3 separate regions of the Mus musculus genome follow, and regions 2 and 3 are each linked to region 1. The links are chromatin contacts, called in public HiChIP or PLAC-seq and promoter capture Hi-C maps. All regions are on one chromosome and are shown on one strand. Each heading gives the region's core, a stretch centred on a gene start, on an enhancer-like site or on the middle of the called end of the contact. The rest is flanking DNA. Distances are from core to core; before and after follow the strand shown.

Region 1 (3,231 bases), core at 487-2,986:
TAAGTGATCTCTGTCTGTCATTCAAGCTGTTCATCAGTGTGTGGTACTTCCCTCCCAGCTCAGGGTAGGATGATGCTTCTGACCCTTCAGTTGAGCCCCTATAAGCGTGCAACTTGTTCTGGCCAGGGAATGTTAGCAGAGGGTCACTTCCTAAAGAAAACAGAGCCAGAGTTTCTCCATGTCCATTTCCTCACCTGCCATGGTGTGCATGACAGTTCAATCAGCCCCAACCCTGAATAAAAAGAACAATGCTGTATACAAGATACACAGGAGGGGGGGAGGGGGAGGGGGAGGAGAAAAAGGAGGGAGGAGAAAAGGGAAGAGGAAGAGGAAAAGGAGGTGGAGGAGAAGGAAACGGAGGGTGCAGAGGAGAAGGAGGGGAGGAGAAGGGGAGGAGAAAAAGGAGGAGGAAAGGAAGGAAGGAGGAAAAGAAGAGGGAAGAGGAAAAGGAGGAGGAAGAAGAAGAAAGAAAGAGAGAGAGAGAGAGAGAGAGAAAGAAAGAAAGAAAGAACGAAAGGAAGGAAGGAAGGAAGGAAGGAAGGAAGGAAGGAAGGAAGGAAGGAAGGAAGAAAGAGAAAGTTATTTCGAATTCTGAACTTTGGGGATTATTGTTATGGTAACATAACATCCCTGATACACTCTATACCTAATTGAAATGTTTTTCTTTCATAGGAAAGAAATGTTGGGGCACCAAGCATCATGGCAAGTTTTACTCTATTCAAAACAGAAGAGGTGTGGACTCTGTACCTTGACAGCATGCACATGAGTTGTAGGTACCTAAGTTACTGACAGTCACTAAAGCTGACTTTTCCCCGTCCCGGCCACAGTGAAACCGCTCAAAGCCCTTAGATAATCTGCAATCTTCAAAATCTCATAGGAAAGCAAAGGGTTTTTTTTACTTTAACCCATTCGTCAAAATCATTTGTAGGTTCACGTTGTCCATTATCAAATGGGGCTTCGTTCTCAGGCACCAAACTGGCTGCTATGCGCCTGTGTCATTGAGGAGAGCTGGGCCTACCCAGGGGGAGATGATTCGAAGAAAAGGAGAAGCCTCTATGCATACACAGCATTAGAGACTCTAACCAAGCCAAAAGGCCACACTATGTGCCTCTCTCTCTCACTTCCAAAAGTGTGAGTCCTGAGCTCAGCATATCTGATTGAGCCCAATATCTGATTGATTTCCTCTGTTTAAAAAAAAATCATTGGGGTTGTTTTGGGGAGTCTGAAATGTATATTTGAGCATTGTGCTCAAACACAGACTTGTAAACTTGGTCACTCATAATATACCTACAACCTGCACAACGTTCCCCCCTCTTCAAAATCGTGTGACTCTGGAAGATTTCCTTCCTTGTTGCGGAAAAGAATTGCTTGAGATTCTCGTTTAAGGGAAAAAAAAACTGTCGATTTGAACTGGTGAGTCAGGGAGGGAGGATGACGTCATATGTTAGCCTGCAATCCCTATGAGGTCCTCTCAGCTCCCTCAAGCTCTCAAACTCAGTCCTCTCCCTAGTTTCCGCGGCAGACACTGCTCCCCGGGTTCCATCCTTTCTTCTTTGGCTTCTTCCCAGCCACAAGCCAGCAGCCTGGCTAGCTAGCAGGGGATAAAGCAGGAAGTTTGACAGCTTAAGCTGGCTGCAGGACCCCTAGTGTTTTCCCCTCTCCGTGTCCTGGCCTGGTTCCCCAGAAGTCCAAACACACGCACAGAGCCCCATTGTTGCCGCCTTCCCCGGCCCACTGATCCTAATATGGAATGCAGCAGGAAACCCACGATTTCCTGACACTCGGCAAGCTGGAGGAAGCGAGGGGGGGGAAACTCCGTTTAAAAGCCCTTCTCTCCTCCATATTAGTTGTGTGGTGGAAAACCGGGCAGGAGTTATCCAAATCCCACCGTGTCATTAGCCAGGCTGGGGATGGGGAGGGTAGAGTGAGATTCTCACGGGCTGCTGATATTTCTAGACTGCCAGGAAGTCCCGGGAAGTCTATGGACATGAGAGTTTCTTAACTCCAGCTCTACCCCCAACTCCACTTCTCCGTTGGGATTGGGAGAAAGGGACAGACCCTTTTCATCCCTCCTCCCAAGAGTGCCTTCCTTCTCCAGCATGGTGAGCTGCGGGGCTCGAGTGTGTCTGGGCTGTGCCTGGGAGAGCCCGGCCAGCCAGAGTCAGGCCGCCTGAGCTCCAGCCTGGGGCCGGTGCCACCGCTCCATGCACTGCAGAAGCCCCAGCAGCTGCTGCGGGAGCCGCCAACATGAGCTGCAGAGAGAGGACCGACAGCAGCTGCGGCTGCAATGGACATGAGGAGAACAGGATCCTGAAGTGCGTGGTGGTCGGGGACGGCGCGGTGGGGAAGACCTGCTTGCTGATGAGCTACGCCAACGACGCCTTCCCAGAGGAATACGTGCCCACTGTGTTTGACCACTACGCAGGTAGGAAAGCGTGGGGACCAACTCCGTCTAGATGAGCGGTGGGGTTCTGGGCACAGCTACCTAGCGTTCAGAGGGACCTGGCTTTCGCCAGAAAGTCACAGACTGATGTGGATCTGGCAGGTACCAGGTAACTCCATCAAGAATGGTGCTAGGATCCTGCGGAGACCCTGTACATCCATTCACATGCTTCTCCTATTGAAACAAATGTGCAATCCTGGGGAAATATCCTCCAGAAATGTTTCTCAACATTTTTGCCTAAACTTTCTTCAACTTTTCACGGTAATTATTTTTTTTTGAAGTGTAGTGTATTGCAAAATATTCCATTTTAAAAAAATCACCGCTAGACACATGGAAAGTGTTCTACTCTCTAAACTTTTTCTACTCCATGCTAGTCATGATCAAACGGCTAATAGAACCAGCTAATAAAACCTTCTTTTTTTTTTTTCCTGGATTACTTGGGGCTTAAATTTTGTACTTTCACTCTTCTGGGATGGTAGATAAGGAGAAAAGTGTCCCACGCTTTTAAATACTAAGTGGAAAATTAAGTAAAAGATGGCTATGTTTTTTAAAGTAAAAAATTCAAATGCAATTAAATCGTTTTCAACTATGTCCTGAAAAGACAAATTTGAGTATCTAGTATTTTAAACCGTGATCACCCCGATGCTGTAGTCACAACTTAATCCTTTCAGGGGAGTTTTAGTGTTTGAGGGTTTGAAGGTTTGTGGTGATGTCAGTCAGCATCATGCCTTGTTTCTTGACATAGCTGCCACCCCTAAGCTTCCCCTATGTGAACTGACCCGTTGCCT
Region 2 (3,231 bases), core at 304-2,803, 1.1 Mb before region 1:
AACTGAGTGTAAAGAGGCAGGTGAATTGCCTGCCAATGACCAGAGAGGTGAGAAGGGATGCTGGGAGTGGGGTATGCGTTGGGGTATGGTAGGGTAGGGGGGTTAGGGTGGGGGTGGGGGTGGAAGTGGAGGTTGGGGGGGGGGTGAATAGAGCAGGAAGAATGGGCTAGAGGACCTGGAAATCTGAATGAGCAGAAGAGCACAGAGAAGATGGAAAGCCAAGTTGCAAAAGAAAGTCAAGTTACAAAAAGCTTTATAAAAACAACAACAACAAGAAATGTGTGTTAGCATTTTTAGCATCTGAACACCTTAATAAAATTGAAAATTCCCTAGTTATGTGGGATGTTAAGAAAATTTTTGTCATTTTCTTCTTTGTGGAAAAAAAAAAAACCTACTTATTCTTTCTGGTTCAGTTCCATTCTCTCTAAGACAGTAAGCAAGATAGCATACATTCTTAAAGGTCTATTAGTGAATGACATTTAAGAGACTCAAAGAGCAGGAGTGGAAGATGGTTTAGTGGGTAAAAATGCTTGCTAACTAAGCCTGAGGGCCTGAGTTTAATCCCCGGGACACACAGAAAGGTAGAGAAGAGTCCACAAAAGTTGTCTTCCTTGACACTCGTGTTTATACACATATGCATATATGTATGTGTGTATATATGTGTGTGTGTGTGTGTGTATACATATATATATATATATATATATATGAATCAATTACTTAAGATTCTTACAAGTAGGAATGATTCAATCCCATTATTTTGTAACTTTTATTAGCATAGGATGGGCATGATTACCTAAAGCATAAAAATTCATATTTGAGTTTACAAGTATATTATTTATATTAGTTTATAAGACATCAAGGATAGGAATGCTGGGTATCCTTTAGCTCTAAGTGGTTAGTTTTTCAGCAAAGCTCTCCTAGAAATTTTGGAAATCTCTTTAAACATAACAGTGCTAGACTGTGAAATTCAAACTTAGTTAAAAACTCATTAAGGTAAACCTGACACACTTAAAACGTCACGTCACTTGCAGGTAGGCTTGGCTGGTGGGCTTGACAACAGAATATGTGGGTAGAACGTCTTCTTGCTTGTTTGGTTCAGCATATTTCCTTCTAATGAAAATATTCTTGTAGTTAATGAAGAAATGATCTCTAATTATTTAGCCATCTGAATTTCTGTAGTTTTGAAAATACACCAGCTATTAAATGTAAATCTAGCAGAGGGGATAAATGGCAGAATCATCCACTTTTAAAAGACATTTTATAAAGTCCAAGATTACTGTGCTGTTAGTAAAATAAGCTTAAGGACAAATATCTCCCACCAAGTTACAAAATGTGTTAGTTCAGAAAGTGCATCAATGATTAAATACTAATTTAGTTTCAAAATATTGAAAAGGAGCAGGATCATTGAAAAGTATTTGCTATGATGCTTTATACAGCAGAAGTAAAACTGCTCCTTTGGTTGGGCTATGAATAGACTCAAGTCAGGGTTTCCTCTCATGTGCCAAGAGGAAGTGGTTCTTTGATAAAATGACACACCAGTGACTAAGTGTGAGTCTTGGTCATCCCAGCAGGGATGTCCCTGCTTCCCTGTCGCAATGCACAAATCAGAACCTGGGATAGCATAGATCACTTTTCATTTTCAAAACAAGGACACACATTCTGGAAGAGGCTTAATATTAGTCACGCATCAACTGAGTGATCTGACAAGAAGAAGTTCACGAACCATCACGAAGACAGCACACAAGAGCCCAGAAGAGGCAGAGAGTGGAAGTTTTGAATGAGAACTGGTTATGGAGATGAACGCTGGGAGAGATGCCATATAATGTATCAAATATCAAATAAAAAAAAAGTTTACTTAGACCACACGCAAGATGAACTCAAAGCTGATCATGAACCAAAATATAAAAGCTAAAATGTGTAGAGAGTAACTGTTTGTTAATCTTGGTGACTTTGGGTTGGAGAAAGCATTATGGAGCCTAATGCTAAAAGTACAAGTGAGAGAGATAAAAAAGCTGTGCTGGATCTCACCAACACTGGAGACTTTTGTGCTGCATATGATATCAATAAGCAAAGTGAAAAGACCCTGTAAATGTTATACCCAATAAGGCACTTATATCTAGACTATATAAGGAATTCTTAAGAATAGAGGAAGGACTTGAATAGAGAAGTCAGAGAAAAATATATTAAAGAGTCAATGAGCAAACAAAAAGCAGTTTCAATGTCAGGGAAGAGCAACCTTGTGCTGGAAGAGGAAAGTTCTGCAGTCTCCCTGTCAGTCTGGTAGAGTAACAAACTCTGGGTTGTTCCTCCACTTCCATCCCAGGCATGAATGCAAGAGAAATGAAAATGCAGGTCTGTGTGAAATTAGCATACGTACAGCAACATCATTCATAACAGCTAGGAAATGAAAACAGCCTGTCAATCAATTCATATGTGGATAGGCACCATGTGGTAGGCCTCCATAATGGAAAAAATTACTTACCTCTAAAAAGAATGAACACCAGGTTTCTGTGCCCCATGTGGTGGTGCATATTACAACAAAGACAAACCTTGAGGAGATTATGCTAAGTGAAATAAGTCACTCAGTAAAAGAACACAGAAGGCACGTTTTATATAGAAGTGCCCCATAAGCCACCATTGCATATAGAAAGAAAAGTAGGTTGATGGCTGACTGTGGCTGTGGAGGTGGGGTTGGTGAGAGGCGAAGCATAGAGTTCCAGTTGACAGTGATGAAGGGGTCTAAAGTTGATCATGGTGATGGCTGCAAAGTTTTTCACATCATTGGACTATGTGTTTTAATTAATGAATTGTATGCTATGTGGTTATGTCACAGCTAAGCTGTTAAAAAGCCATCTTCCTGAACAAACATTTCCTGCATTCACTTTCTAGAAAAACAACAGAAAATTTTCTGGTCTGGGGGTGGCCTTGACTGACCATCACATCCAGATAGGACTATTCTTAGTTTTTTAAAATGACTTGGATTGGTGTGACAGGTGTCCTGTCTTTAGAAGTTGTTTATAGTATTTGTGTGTGTGTGTGTGTCCATTCCCTGGCCCACTGGGAGGGTATTTGTGAATAGAGAAGGTTACATTTTGCAGATATAATTTATCTCTGGAAAATAGTGGTCAGGGTATGGTGTGAGCTTGGTATTTCTGAACATGGTATCTCTCCAAAGCCAGTGTGCATTGTGATCAGACTTAGTGAGTGTTCTAGAATTCAGTGAGCAGTTGT
Region 3 (3,231 bases), core at 513-3,012, 1.1 Mb before region 1:
ATAGTTCCATGTCAAGGCAGGCAACTGGACATTCAAGCAAAGATGAATCAAAATTTGAATCTTGGGAGAAAATCCCTAGGAAGAGAGAGTTGCGTGGCCACACAGTTCATTGCAAACACTGGAGAACTGGAACTGGTTTTGGCTTGGGCAAAGATTTTTCCTCTTTAATCAGGGGACTAGATGCTCTTAAGAGTCAAAATACCATGATCTCATTTTCTTAGGAAAGGAGAACAGTTTGCACAGGATTTAAGAAATACGATTTTTCCTTAAGGAAGTGTTCTGAGCAAGACAGCCTTTGGAGCAGAACACTCTGGGCTTATATCTTGAGTCTGTATTTAACACTATTAATGACTGACACTAAGCCTTAGGTCTTCGTTCCTCAAATGGGCACGTTAGCAATCCTGACTTCACTAGGTCCTTGTGCGGAGCAAACAAGCGAACATTTGTTAAGTTCTAGAGGAATGCTGGGATCCCTGTCATGGTCAAACTTCTATTACTGTGATGAGATGAGAATGTGTGGTTCGCTTACATTAGAACACTAGTTCATTATTGTAATGGAAGGAAACATGACACCATGCAGGCAGACATGATGCTGGAGAGGTAGCCTAGAGTTCTACATCTCATCATCTCAGCAGACAGGAGAGAGAGAGAGAGAGAGAGAGAGAGAGAGAGAGAGAGGGAGAGGGGGAGGGGAAGAGGGAGAGGGAGAGGGGGAGGGGGAGGGGGAGGGGGAAGGAGAGGGAGAGGGAGAGGGAGAGGGAGAGGGAGAGGGAGAGGGAGAGGGAGAGGGAGAGGGAGAGGGAGAGGGAGAGAGACACTGGGCTTGGCTGAAGCATCTGAAACCTCAAAGCCCACCCATAGTGACACACTTCCTCTAACAAGGCCACACCTACTCCAGGAAAGTCATACTTTCTAACAGTGCCACTCCTTGTGGTGACCAAACAGTCAAATCTATGAGCCTCTGAGGGCCATTCCTACTCAAACCACCCCAATCCTGCTGGAGGCTCAGTATTGGATTATCTCTGTCACTTGGATAGCATCACTGTCAATGCCCAGTGGCACTCAGGAGAGAGTTCAGGTATCCCTTTTAGACAGAGAATGCTCCGAGATCCTTGGGAAGGGAGACTTAGAATAGCAGCTGCTGTTATACTTAAATTGGATGCAAAGTGATAGGCAGTTATCCTGCATCCTGCCCACACTCATGTGGACCAGCAGCCCTTCTCACCATACTGCTCCTTCATCTAGCAAAGAGGATACGGCCTTTTGGCAGACTGAAGGCAAAGCTTTTCTCTTCACCCAAAGAGTAGTCTAGACATGGCTCTATTTCCTGATGTGATGACATTTGATGATATGCAAAACGTTTAGGAATATAGGTTCTGTGTTCAAGTTCCAACTTTGTTACTTTTCTTTGTTTTCTGGTATAATTTATTTAACTTTTTGTCAGTGTACAATGGGAAAAATAATACTCTGTCATAACTAAATGTGATATACAAAGTTCCAAGAAGAGTGGATGTTGAGGATATAGCAGATGCTATAGTTACCATATGATTAGCATAAGTAAGGAGAAGCCTTCCTATGTGACTCATTGGAGAAAATTACCTGCATTTTAATTATAGTTAATAATTTTCTAGGTATAGAAGTATTCTACATTGACACATACATCTGAAATGAATGACTTGTGGCCGTTTAAACTTTAAAAACTGTCCTAAGTGTAGAAGGACAGCCTGCTTTGACTCAAATACGGACCTACCGTTATCTGTAGCTACCACTGCTGGACTTCTGTCTGACTCACCCTTTTCCTTCCCCGCCCCCTGCTTCCTATCCTCTTGTCTCTTCCACTCTATTCTCTTTTTCTTTTCCAAGGAAAGGTCCCAAGAATCACAGAGTTGGGAAGAGTGCTGATGGATGTTAATGTCAACCACCCCTCCCATTTGTTCCCTTGGCCATGTCCTGGGAGCTTAGCTGATTCTGCCCTCTAAAGTAGAGGAAATGTCACTGTATTCCTATTGACCTCTGGTTTTCTCCTTCATGTGCTGGTTCATCCTATACCAGAATACTAAGCCGAACACAAATAGGAACGAGGAAATTAATCATTGTCGGGGTTTTCTGGTGGGATGCTTCCTGTGCCCGATTATTGAAATATTAATGAGATCTAGTTTCTTTGGACTTTTTTTTCTACTACCATGGTGCTGGAAAGAACTAGTAACATTAAGGTGAAATAAGTAAATACTCTTGTTCATAGAGCAGATACTCCATGGAGATCAGCAAAAAAAAAAAAAAAAAAAAAAAAAAAAGGATTGAATATTGATGGCCATCAGTCAGCAGTGATGGACTTGAGGAACTTGCAAAAACTGAGGAAATAATGGAGACATTAAAAATGACCCCAAAGAATGGATAGAGGACCCAAGAAGTTAAGGGACTTAGTCATATAGCAGCTAACATGAGCAAGCATTATAAGGACCTCCCCCATACCCATTACTTAGCAACTCCAGCCTGCTTTGACTCAAATACAGACCTACCTTTATCTGTAGCTACCACTGCTGGACTTCTGTCTGACTCACCCTTTCCTTCCCCGCCCCCTGCTTCCTATCTTCTTGTTTCTTCCACTCTATTCTCTCTCTTTTTCTTTTCCAAGGAAGGGTCCCAAGAAACAGAAATTTCTCCACATTTCAGGAATGCCATTGATAAGGTAAAATACAAGAATGATTTTATAGAACATAAAAGGAGCCTGTCACCCAATTTAAGGGTAAAAGAATGATGTTCTGAAAAGCTACAATATCTGAATAGAAACCTTAAAGACATTTTAACTAGTCTAGATGGGAGGCTGGGTATGAGTATTCAGTCATAGGGAACAGTGCACTAGGGTGCATGTGTATGCTCTGGCTTGTGATAACACCGGGTGTTCACAAAATGCTCAATATTTAATATACTCACCATGAAGCCAGCCTTGTTTTATGTAATAGGAAGACACTAGTTAACAAAGGATGGGATAGGTTTATTTTTATAGACGTTCTAGAGGAGAAGATGGGATGCGGGTGAGAGCTAGTCAAGGATAGATGATCAGGGAAGCTTTCAGAATGCAAGGACAGTCAGTCTGAGCCCCAAATGGGAAGGAGCCAGCATTATGAGAGTCTCTGAGAGGCAGAAGGAACATGAAAGGCAAAGAACACCAAATCATGAGTGATAGTTAGAGAGACTAAGAGACTACAAGTGTGCTGGTAGGAAAACGCT

What was found. Promoter capture Hi-C pulls out the DNA fragments that hold promoters and counts their contacts. HiChIP or PLAC-seq counts read pairs in DNA pulled down with a chosen protein or histone mark.
Region 2: a contact with region 1 is called in an H3K4me3 HiChIP or PLAC-seq map of bone marrow-derived macrophages, with 8 times the contacts expected there. The contact joins the enhancer-like site here to the promoter of Rhoj in region 1. A contact is called at or near these places in 9 of 39 promoter capture datasets (the 3T3-L1 cell line, HPC-7-derived erythroid cells, cranial neural crest and 5 more), 3 of 115 datasets of contacts at active chromatin or transcription factors (bone marrow-derived macrophages, embryonic stem cells and stem cell-derived neural progenitor cells) and 1 of 9 other capture datasets (liver).
Region 3: a promoter capture Hi-C map of embryonic stem cells shows a contact between it and region 1, with 4 times the contacts expected there. The contact joins the enhancer-like site here to the promoter of Rhoj in region 1. A contact is called at or near these places in 11 of 39 promoter capture datasets (the HPC-7 cell line, HPC-7-derived erythroid cells, cranial neural crest and 5 more) and 1 of 115 datasets of contacts at active chromatin or transcription factors (bone marrow-derived macrophages).

The regions. Positions count from the first base shown.
Region 1 is chr12:75,306,577-75,309,807 of GRCm38.p6, forward strand. It overlaps Rhoj (ras homolog family member J), which reads left to right and starts at 1,737. Exons shown (of 5, transcript NM_023275.2): 1 at 1,737-2,425. The coding sequence starts at 2,248.
Region 2 is chr12:74,191,173-74,194,403 of GRCm38.p6, forward strand. All of the region lies in intron 3 of Syt16 (synaptotagmin XVI), which reads left to right. Among named protein-coding and RNA genes, the nearest start is that of Gm40889, 52 kb to the left of the region's middle. Within about 2 kb of position 1,554, at least 22 of the 459 cell types and tissues checked have an H3K27ac peak or open chromatin away from gene starts, as enhancers often do. A contact at or near this core is called in bone marrow-derived macrophages, where this site is marked.
Region 3 is chr12:74,218,344-74,221,574 of GRCm38.p6, forward strand. All of the region lies in intron 3 of Syt16 (synaptotagmin XVI), which reads left to right. Among named protein-coding and RNA genes, the nearest start is that of 1700086L19Rik, 64 kb to the right of the region's middle. Within about 2 kb of position 1,763, at least 4 of the 459 cell types and tissues checked have an H3K27ac peak or open chromatin away from gene starts, as enhancers often do.